3 separate regions of the Sus scrofa genome follow, and all the other regions are linked to region 1. The links are chromatin contacts, called in public HiChIP or PLAC-seq maps. All regions are on one chromosome and are shown on one strand. The core of a region is the stretch at or near the end of the contact, and the rest is flanking DNA. Distances in the headings are between cores, read along the strand shown.

What was found. HiChIP or PLAC-seq counts read pairs in DNA pulled down with a chosen protein or histone mark.
Region 2: an H3K27ac HiChIP or PLAC-seq map of alveolar macrophages shows a contact between it and region 1. The contact joins the promoter of GCC1 here to the promoter of LOC110257623 in region 1. A contact is called at or near these places in 4 of 47 Hi-C or Micro-C datasets (brain, heart right ventricle, liver and 1 more) and 1 of 2 datasets of contacts at active chromatin or transcription factors (alveolar macrophages).
Region 3: a contact with region 1 is called in an H3K27ac HiChIP or PLAC-seq map of alveolar macrophages. The contact joins the promoter of SND1 here to the promoter of LOC110257623 in region 1. A contact is called at or near these places in 1 of 5 promoter capture datasets (liver), 4 of 47 Hi-C or Micro-C datasets (embryonic fibroblasts, heart right ventricle and liver) and 2 of 2 datasets of contacts at active chromatin or transcription factors (alveolar macrophages and skeletal muscle).

The regions. Positions count from the first base shown.
Region 1 is chr18:20,833,050-20,836,631 of Sscrofa11.1, reverse strand. LOC110257623 reads left to right here and starts at 2,180. Exons shown (of 2, transcript XM_021079290.1): 1 at 2,180-2,521; 2 at 2,660-3,466. The coding sequence starts at 2,194. The coding sequence ends at 2,703. ZNF800 (zinc finger protein 800) reads right to left here and starts at 2,113. Exons shown (of 5, transcript XM_021079288.1): 1 at 1,451-2,113; 2 at 834-952. The coding sequence starts at 894.
Region 2 is chr18:20,699,954-20,703,577 of Sscrofa11.1, reverse strand. GCC1 (GRIP and coiled-coil domain-containing protein 1) reads right to left here and starts at 1,893. Exons shown (of 2, transcript XM_003134715.4): 1 at 439-1,893. The coding sequence starts at 1,470.
Region 3 is chr18:20,651,720-20,655,449 of Sscrofa11.1, reverse strand. It overlaps SND1 (staphylococcal nuclease domain-containing protein 1), which reads left to right and starts at 1,829. Exons shown (of 24, transcript XM_021078633.1): 1 at 1,829-2,163. The coding sequence starts at 2,086.

The sequences.
Region 1 (3,582 bases), core at 931-3,430:
AATGATAAATAGCTACCTTTGAACTATATTAGAATATTCTTCAAGTGGTTGAGTGAGTGTATTCAAGGATTCCCTTTTAAGATATACCTCTAAATGTTTGTGACAAAACACATCAAACTTCTAAGAAGCAGAAAAAGTTTCCCTATCACATTTATTAAAGTGTTCTAATATGCTTCATGAGACTCCAAAAAGCAACTTTTTCATTTCATAAATGAATAAAATATCCCTTAAAATATATATATGTACTCTACCTAAATAATCAGGTTTTGCAATAGTGTGTTCTGTCCCAGAAAGTTAAAAGAGGGGCTGCATTTAGCAAAACCTTATTCTCGCAACAAGTTGAATTCAACAAACTTTTTAAGTCCAAACTAAACTAGTTTTTAGGCTTTGTACAAAATTCTCTCTGTAAGCACTGTTTAAGCATGACAAACTTTTAGTTTTTAAGAGTTTAAATGAAACAACTTCCACGAAGATAAATGCTACCATCCTCCCACCCATTTTTTCCCTTTTCTCTTCAGTCTTAAATATTCACAGAGCATGGGGCTGGGGCTATACCACTAACTGCAGGCTGCCTTGAAAAAGCAAAAGGGATTGAGTGATCGATCTTGCGGAAAAGATTGAAGGTGACACTTGTAGTACTTTTTTTAAGGGATCAAGAAGGGGAGACCTCTTGTTTGTACAAGCTTTTACCTTCATAACTGGTTTTATGCTGGGGGAAATTATAGCCTGCTTAGTTAGGAATGACTTCTCGGGCTGGAGGAAAAGAAAACCAGAAGGAAACAGCAGCATGGCTCTGATGGAGGGCAAAGTAACTGGCGAAGCAAGGGGTATACCTGGTTCACAGCATCCGTGATGATGGTGGTCAGTTTGACAGTATTTGTCCCTTAAAGGCATTTTCAGTGGACGCGACCTACTTTCCTTTCACTGTAAGAAGCTCTTCATTGCGGCTTGGCTGTTGAAAGAAGCACAAACCCGTCACTCACCCTGAACTTCCTGGGGGGGCTCTGGCTGCGTTTTTCAGAAACCTTCCCTTCACCTGCCCTCCGCTTTCCCTCCACCCCTCCACCGCCCTGCACCTTCCTCTTCCTCTCGCACCGAAAACGAAAAACGCACCGAGGCTTCTCCAGCCTGAGCTCCCGCAGAGCTCCATCGCCCTACCCGGAAACGCAGCCGCGGGCGCGCAGCGCAGGGCGAGGGCCTAGCCGGCTGCGCGGGCGGCGGCGGCGGCGGCGGCCTCGCCTTCCCGGGAGGGCGCGCGCGGGGACGGAGGCGCGGAGCGCGTCGGCCCCGGTCGGCGTCTGGGCCCGTGGGGCGGGGGGCGCGGCGGCCGCGGCGGCCAAGGTGCCGCTCCCGCCCGCGGCCGGCCCACGCCGCGCCCTCCCGCCACGCACGTGCGTCGGGGTCTCCCCGGAGGCGCTCCCGTCCCCCCGACCAAGTGCGCCCAACTTACTGAACTCCAAGGGCGGGCCGGCTGGCAGGCGGAAGGCAGGCAGGCAGGCCGGGCGGCCGCGGGGACAGCCTGGCGTGGGAGGCGACTTCGGGCCCCACCTGGCGCAGCCTCCGCGGACCAGGCGAGGGGACCCGGGTTCGGGCCCGACGCGCTCCCAAAGAGTCCCCGCCGGCGCTGACGCGGAAGCGCCCAGCTCACCACGTCCCTCCGCGGCCCGAGGCGACGGCGGCGGCGGCGGCGCACGGCGTCCCTCCGCGCTGGGGAGCTGGGCGGGCGGGCGGCGCGCGGGCGCAGGCAGTTGACAGGAGGAACCGCCCCGCAGCCGCCGCCGCCGCCACCGAAGGAGCCGGAACCGGAGAGGGCAGGACCCGAGGCGCCCCTCGCCGGGGCAACGGCTGCTGCCGGAGCCCGGCTCCCCCCAGCGCCGCTCCACCTGCAACGGTCCCTCAGGCTTTTGGAGAGGGGCGGGGAAGGACGGGGGTTTCCCCCCACCTCGGGCCCTTTTTAGTAGCAGTTGTTTCTGGAAACTTTATTGAGTCAGTCTCTCTCTTTCTCTGTCTCCCCCTCTCCGAAGAGCCTGAGTTACCGCCGTGGAGCGGGTAGGAAGGGGGAAGCAGAGACTCTCCGGCAGCGACAGGGAGCGACTGACTGACCCCGGACGGAGATGGGGCGAGGGCAGGAAGTGACAAGCTCTCGAAGTGGGTGGGGGGAGTGTGGCCGGCACGCCCGGGAGCGCCGCGCGCATGCGCCCGGCCCGGCGCCCCAGCCGGTGGGGAGGCGACGCGCCGCGACCCTGCGCGGGGAGGGAACCGCGGTCGGTTGTGCGGAGCCCGCGGCCTGAGTCTCGGACGAGCAGCTCGCCCACACGTTCTCCTGCTGGTGGACGCGGAGCCGAAGGCTTGGACCTCGAGGACCAAGAAGTGCGAGGACCCTGGAGCGGCGATTGCGCACGGGAGACAGGCTGCCCGGCAACCAAACTGTTGCTATCGCGCTTATTTCGGTGGAACCGAAACAGGGAGGCTTGGAGAAGCACGGGAGGAAACTATAGGAGGCTTGGCAAATGCGTAAACTGTAAATTATTCGTGATTCTGAAAAAGTTTATCCGCGCATTTATAAATGGAACGAATGGAACTTTTTTTTTTTAACTCAATAGTTTCCGAAGTGTGCCTCTCAGAACTTGGATTTTTTTTTTTTTTTTTTTTAAATCAGGTCCTTGGGAGAAAAACAGTCAAGTGGTGGAAGATCAGTATTGACTGCAGCTGCGTTCAACTTCTGGAACCTGAAAGTAAAGTTGGGTCACGTGGGCCGTACGCCCTCTTTCTCCTCTTCTGCGCCCTCATCCTGCCTGGAAAATCCCCGAAGATCACAGTGGTCTGTCAAATTCAGCAAATCCCTGTGCTGCTGCCCAGAGGCAGGAGAGCCACCTCCCCCGCCTTCTCCCCGACTCCTAAGGATGGGATTCTCGCTCCAGAAGCAAATATGAAAATTTTAAGAAAGAAAAAGCCCGTTCGCTTCGTTTATCTTCCCCCCAAGAATCACTGAAAACGTTCGTTGTCCAACTTAAGTTGCCAGTTTTCAGATCCCTGAAAAAGAAAATTTAGTAGATAGGCTCTGATGTATTTTGGAAGAGCAAAAGAGTAACCAAAATGTGTTTTCAAAACTCAAAGCTAATTTTGTAGTAGGCCTAGTAATTGATAAATCTGTTACTGTGAAAATATTGCACGGAGTATTTGTCTAGGTCCTGAGGGATTGTAGCAGCTTTATTACAGGCGTGACAGAAAATGATTAAAAAAATGATCAACTTTAAAAAAGGAATTCCATGTACCATGCATTCTGCACACTAATTTATCACTTCAGTGTGTTTGATCGTTTTTATCTGCCCCATTGTCAAAAAGCATCGTAAAACAGCAAACTAAAATGTAATGGAATGCGGCAATTCATAAACCAATGTAAAATAAACACCTCCACGTGATGGTGCTTGTTATGCTGCCAATAAAAGTCACATTTTAAAATATTTAATTGTATGCAATATGCTTAAGCAAAAAAAAAATTTTAAATGTGACCCTTACTGGAATTTTTGGGGGATTTTTTTGTCCTGTGTGTGTGTGTGTGTTTTCTAGGGCTGCACCTGC
Region 2 (3,624 bases), core at 644-3,143, 130 kb after region 1:
GAAAAGAAAAACACCACCACACACAGAAAAGGATTTCCCAGGACTCACAAGTGAAACTTTTTGAATGGCATCAAAAATCCACAGTGCATGGAGTTCCCTTTGCGGCTCAGCGGTTAACGAACCCTACTAGGATCCATGAGAATGTGGGTTCAATCCCTGGCCTTACTCAGGGGGTTAAGGATCCAACGTTGCCGTGAGCTGTGGTGTAGGTCACAGACGCAGCTGGGATCCCGAGTTGCTGTGGCTGTGGCCAGCAGCTGTAGCTCTGATTAGACCCCTAGCCTGGGAACCTCCATATGCCACAGGTGTGGCCCTAAAAAGCAAAAAAAAAAAAAAAAAAAATCCACAGTGTAGCCACTTAATTCTAACTACCAAAGGAGGGAAAAAAAAAAAAAAAAAAAGCCCTAATACTTCCCAGGCTAAATGACTAATAATTACCTTCCTCATTTCCTGCTGCAACTGAGCCTGGAAATGGCTCTTAAGGCAAGCGGCCTCTTCCTGAAGCTCCTGCAGTCGGGGGTCCGGCCGATTCTTCTCATCTCGAAGAGCCTGTAGCTCACCTTTCAGCTCCTCCACCTCACGGGTCAGCTGCTTGGTCTGCAGTTCAAACCCTTCCACCTGACCGGCTGCATAGGCCTGTCCAGCCAGAGCTTCTCGAGTCTCTTCCAACCGAAGCTCCAAGTCCTGGCGCTGAGTCCTCTCCTCCTGCAGCAGTTTCTGGAGCTCACGCAGCATCAGGGCATGGTCACTCTGCTCTTGGGCCCGATCATGCTGTTGCGTGATAAGTCGGGCTTTGGTTTCTGCTACCTGCTCCTGCAGCCCCTTCAATTCTCCTTCCAGACGGCCCCTCTCCTCCTCTAACTTCTTACTGGCATCCTCTAGGTCCTGTTTCATCTTCTTTTTGTCAGCCAGATAAGAAGCTTCCATGCGGGACTTCTCCTGGGTGACTGTGGCCAAAGAGCTGGTCAAAGTAGCCAACTGAGTCTTTAGCTGGTGCACTCGTTTGTCCACCTCACCACCTCCAGGCGGTCCATCCCCACTGCTACTGCTAACGCCGCTCTCTGACCCGCTGGCCTCCTCGGACTTTGGAGGTGGTGGTCCACAGGCCGGTCTGTCATCTTCAACCCCAAACTCACCCTTGGTACTGGTGAGACTGGCGGCAGTATCCAAGCTGGTGGCGGTCCCAGTGCTGTCTTCGCTATGAGTGGAGCATCGATCATCCACAGAGTCGGGAAAGGTGAGGCTTTGGGGCTGGACACCTGCAAGGCCCACATCCGCCTCGTGGGATACCGACAGCACCTTAATGCTGGCCTCCAGCGCCTCTTTCTCTTTCAGCAGGCTTTTATAGGCGCGGACTACATCCTTGAGACGTGCCTGGTACTGGAGGAGCTGCTTCTTCTGCGTCTCAATGGTCTCCAGCAGGTCCCTCTTGCTCGGGCCGCCCCCGAAATTCATCCCAAACTTCTCCATGACGGTTCAGGACGGCTTGCTCTACGACAGCGTTCGGACAGGCTGGGAGAGGGTCACGAAGATGTTGGCGGGGGCTGTGAGCGACAGGGAGAGAACTGCCCACCCCCCCCCGCCCCGGCCGCACATCTGCTCCTCACAGCTGTTCGACACCGAATGTGGGGCGCGGCGGGGCAGCCAGGCAGAAGCGTCCGCCAGATCCCTGACAAGAGGGTGGGGGCTGGTCCTATCCTAGAGGAACAGACTGCCAAAGCTCACCAGAGGAACACACTGCCAGGGCTCGGCCCCACTGTTCCAGAGCCGCTCCGTGCCCCGCCGGCACCAGGAGCCGACGGTTTAAGCTGAGCTTAGCCGCATCCCGACTTCCTAACTCTAGCCACGAGTCAACAGCGCTTCCGGGTCCGGCTGGAAGTGACGACAGCGTGACGCATCAGACCCCGCCCCCAGTGAGCGCGAGGTGGGCGGGGTTAGTTCAGCCGGCGGTCTGGAGGCCGTTCAGCTGGGCCTCCAGCTGTTTGCTCCTGGCTAGAGCAGAGCAAGTAAAATCGGGTACCCAGGAGTGATGTTGGTTTGGTGAGGGCGCCTGATTTTGCCCTAGCGAGGGACCAGGACGACGTCGCACCGCGTCCTTACCAAAAACCCGGGTAAACGACGATGTTTGGGGGCTCAATACTTTTGCCCCTAAAGAGCAACAGTTAAGACTCCCATTTAGACCATGAAAATGGCAACCCTTTCGAGGACAGTATTTGGAACCCAGTAGGCGTACAGTATAATAATTATTAGCATCCTTCCTGAGTTCTGAGGTTATTCAACAGAGAGAAATATATATAGCCACGCTGTCCATCCTAAGTGCCAAATATATTGCAGGAAGATCACAGGAATTTTGCTGTTTAGTCTTTATAGTAATTCTGCTGAATGGGTATTATTAGCACTATTTTATAGAGAAACTTGAAGCACAGAGAGGTTAAGTGACACTCCCAAAGTCACACACAGCCAGTAAGTTTAGAATCCTATCAAGATCAGTCCCACTCGCCACATATCAAATGCTGTGCTAGATGATCACCTTGAAGAGATAAGGTCTTGAACACTGTAAACCAGCTATAATGAAAAAGAAATAAAAATCATTATATATTTTAAAAAAGAGAGAGAGAGAAGGTCTTGCCCTCAGGGAACCCATATCTAGAGAGAAACCAGATGTGCAAACACAATTATATGCAAAGGGGTATGGAAGTTAAGAGGAGCGAGGCCTGTTTAGAGGAGACAAGCCTCTCAGGGGAACTATTTTGAGATTTGAATGATGAATACTGATTGCCCATCTAACCGGAGAGGAGGGAAGCATTCCAGGCAGAGAGGAAAACGTACAAGGACTCCTAGGGCATCAGAGAGCCTGGGTCCTCCCGGGGAAGCACTGGGAAGCATTTCAAGGCAGTAGCTTAGGTTTTGTGAAGGAGGTGGCAACAGATGGGGCTGGCAGAGTAGATGAGGACCCAAATTAAGGCATTTGGATTTTATCTTGGGTAATAAGACACTAAAGGATTTTCATCACAAGAGTGGCATCATCAAATCTTGTATGACAAGGTGGAGAAACCGAGGTATAGAAGGCTATTTTCAGTCATGGGGATAAGATGGTAGTGAAATAGAGCAGTGACAACAAGGATGAAAGAGGCTAATTAAAAGAGCTAAAGATGTAGAACTGATCTGACTTGGTCACCAGTAGCTGTGTTGTTATATTTGGATTCTTTGAAATGTGCTCTTCAACCTTGTAAAAGCCTTCTTAGGAATGCAGAGTAAAAAAGAGTCAGGTACTCACTCATTCCTGGTGCCTAACATCTGTTCTCTTTACAGACTGAGGGTCAGGATGGGCCCGATACTAGAAATCTGGTCAGACCCAGTTTCTTGGTGGCCCAGATAATATCCAGCTGCATCAAACAAAAATTCAGGTACATTATCTTATCATCTCATTCTTCACTGTAACTTGGGACAGATAGTCTCCTTTTATAGATGAGAAAATGACAGGTTGTGAGTATTGTTGAATTTAAGCCCTCAAAAAAAAAAAATGCAGAACTGAGATTCAAACTGAGGCATGGAACAATGGCACTCAATAAATATTTGTTTAATGAGTGAAGGAAGGAAGGAACGTTCTCTGATTCCCAGCTC
Region 3 (3,730 bases), core at 580-3,079, 180 kb after region 1:
TTTGTGACCTACAGTGCATCTTCTGACAATGCTGGCTCCTTAACGCACTTAGCGAGGCCAGGAATTGAACCCTCATCCTCATGGATACTAGTCGGGTTCTTAACCCACTGAGCCACAATGGGAATGCCCCCCATTGTTTTAATACTTAAGCTTTGGGGTAACTCTTACGCAGGAATAGATAACTAATACAACGTACACGAGAAATAACTTAGTGAGAAGGGGACAAGGACAGCAATTATGATCAGATAATGGAGGTGTTTGAGTTTACATGAAGCAGTTGGGTAGCTGAACAGGTGCAGAGGTCAAATTCACTGAAGATGAGGTCAAGGAGCTGAGAGGCCAGGGTACTGGATAAGTCAGGCACATAAATGTTGAAGTCATTCAGGAACACTGAGTGGAGAATGTGCATCAGGTGTCAGTTTCAATAAATGACAAATGGCATTTGGGGCAGTGAGATGGAGAAAGTTCCATAAGCAGGTGGAATGAAACTCCACAAGGATTTTTTTTTTTTTTTTTTTAAAGAGGGTGGCAAATGAATGGTATGGAAGTGGCATTAGACGTCTAGGAAGGTGCTGACCCCAAAACTTGACTCTGGGATATGTTAAGTATGGGAGAATAACCCCTTCTCAAAAGAGCTACATGGGAAGTTCCCATTGTTCCCCAGTGGAAGAGAATCCGACTAGTAACCATGAGGTTTCGGGTTCCATCCCTGGCCTCCCTCAGTGGGTTAAGGATCCAGCGTTGCTATGAGCTGTGGTATAGGTCGCAGCGGCCGCTTGGATCGCAATAAGCAGCTACAGCTTATTCCACCCCTAGCCTGCCAGTGCGGTCCTAAATCGCAAAAAAAAAAAAAAAAAAAAAAAAAAAAAAAAAACCAAAGGGGAAACTGTCCTCAGTGCAGGGCCAGGTTTTAAGATTAAGATTAAATGACATGCAAGTAAAGTGCTTTCTCCTCATAATAAACACTATGAATATTCGTTGTCTCTCAACATTCACTTAAACATTTATATGCCTTTGCTCCGCCCTCCCTCTCCCCAGTCTCTTTATTCAAAAGAAAGGGGCTAGGTAAAGGATGGGTTGGAAGCGGTTTGGCTTCACACACTCAGTCTAGGGAGAGAGAGTGCCTTTCCATAACTTCACTGTCGCATTTCGGAAGAGACGGAAAACGAGGGTGATTCTCCTCTGTGCACAAGGCATATCACCTCTAAGAGATTTATCTTTTCTACCAAGAAACATTAATCGAGCGCCTAACAAGTGCTAGACATCTGGCGACACAAATACGAGCCAGCTGCACTGCCAACTACAGGGAGGATGCACACCGCCACGTTCAGTGTCAGCCAACAGTTTCAGGAGGTTCAGACTTTTTCAAGTTCTCCCCATACTTTCAGCTGAGGCAAAATGTCGGAAGTCGTTGTGCACCAGTGCTGAGATTCCTCCAGGATTCTGCCTCGTTGGCTCAGGTTCCCAGTCCGCTCACCCCAACCGGGGTACGCAGTCCTGGAACGCCAGCGTCCACGTGGGCACCCCAGCTACCCGCCGAATCGGGTGCAATGGGCGGGGCCGGGCCGGAGGGCGAGGCTGGCCCCGCCCCCGGGGCTCCCAGGGCTCACCGCGCCCCGCGGCCAGATGCTGACGTGTCCTTTCCTTCCCACTACACCTCCCGACACCACACACTACCGCTGCCCCGGAAGTCCCGCCCCATACCTAGACCATCACCGCAAATCAGCTCTTTCAGCGCTTCCTGAAGCGCTTCACCCGTTTTGGGACCAAGGGGCGGGGCTCCGCGAACAGGGTGCCTATTGGCTTGGGGTCCGGCGGGCTCTGGGCTCTAATTGGCCGGAGGGCGGTGGCGCTCTGGCACGCTTGCGCGGCGAGTAGAACGTGTGGCGGCGGCTGAGATCGCGTCTCTTTCGCTCCCAGTCCGGCTGTTGCTCTAGTGAGCGCCTGGCGAGTCCGTCCCGTCCATCACCTGCAGCCGATCGCCCGCCCGCTTCTCTTCGCGGCGGCCTCTCACCAACACCGACACTCACATTGACACCTCCAAGCCGGCCAGCCGCCTTATTCGCTGCCTTTCAATCTCTACACATGGCCTCCTCCGCGCAGAGCGGCGGCTCCTCCGGGGGACCTGCGGTCCCCACCGTGCAGCGGGGCATCGTCAAGATGGTGAGAGCGGGGCCCGGGACACCGATCCCACCGCCCGCCACCGTGCGGGAGTCTGGCGCTGGCTTCTTCCCCTTCTGCCAGCCTGCATGGTCTCCCAGATTCTCTTTCCTCTGCCCTGTTCCTCACTTTTCACCCGTTCTGGGAATCCCTCCCTAGACGCAACCCGACACGGACTCCCCTTGGTACTTTGCCTCCCGGACACCCTGACATTAGGGGTCACACTGATTTCCGTGGTCGCGGCACTCAGTCTCCTGGCTCTTTATCACGACAGATCGATTACTGATTGATTAACGGGGATAATTTGTTGGTATGTGTCCTACGATCCATCCGTCCTTCTGTCCATTTTGGCATATGCTGAGCAGTTTGCAGTTTTTCAAGATCCTGACATCCGCTCTGCCATGGAACTCTTGAACGACGTGCCCTTCCTGAAGTTCTTATGTTTTCACCGACGCTCATTTACTTATTCCCAAGTTTTCTCACTCTCTGGCCCTCATTTTCCTTCACCTCTTGTGTCAAGTCTGAAGTCCTGAGAGCTCCTCATGTTTGTACTCCCCCTCTTTTTGACTCTTGAAATGTTAGGCCGGTAGGAATCTTAGTTATCATTATTGTTCCCTCACCTCCTAACAGATGAGACTGGTTTGAAGAGGGCAAGTGACTTGCCTAAGGTCACATGGTGGTTTGGATTGGAGCCAGGACCTGAGCCCAAGTGTTCTGATTCCCAGTCCACTGCTCTCACACTGTAGATTCTGCCCGATTTTATGTCTTCTCGCTTTCTGCATCCTTAAATTGTGAATTTAAAACCCTGCAAGTTTCATTAAAAAAATTTACCCCCAGCTCCGTGATAATTTTGTAGTATAATTTTTGGTTTTTTTTTTTGTTTTTTAATCAGTTGTCCCCCTTATTGTCCTCCCCTCAACCCTTCCAAATATTGGAACCTGACATTTCTTGGTTGTTACCAGAATTTCTGCTTGTGATGACCTCAGACTTGTAGATTTCACTTCAGACTGGAATTCTGACTTTTCCATCTGGATACATTTTTTTAATGACCCTTTGTCCCAAAGCTCTAGTGTTTTGCAGTTGTGGAAAGTTTCACAGGATTAAAATTTTCTTCAGCTTTTGTGTGTGTGTGTGTGTGAGAGAGAGAGAGAGAGAGAGAGAGAGAGAATTAGAAGGGAAGACTTTTTTGTCCCTCTAATTCATTTTTAGCAATATTCTGCCTCTGGGTGAGATTCATAGGGTTTTTCAGTATTGCTTTTCCACTTTATACATAAAGGAGAGTCAGAATTTATCGGAAACTGAGTGAGAAGGGAATTTCCAAGGTCCACATATTTTCATCTCTTTGAAATATTGACCTGACCCATGAAAAGATTATCCTGAAGGGGTGTCTCTTAAATTAGCTTTTTCATTTACAGAGATCTTTCCCTTTACCATAGGAACAAAGCACCACTTGGCGGCCTGTAGTGCAGTTGGCGGTCTGTAGTGCGACTGGCAGCACAGGGTGAATCTTTCTGAGTTTTTTCCTTTGCTAAAGCTTGGATTTTTCTTAAAGGCCCCTCTCATTTGTGGC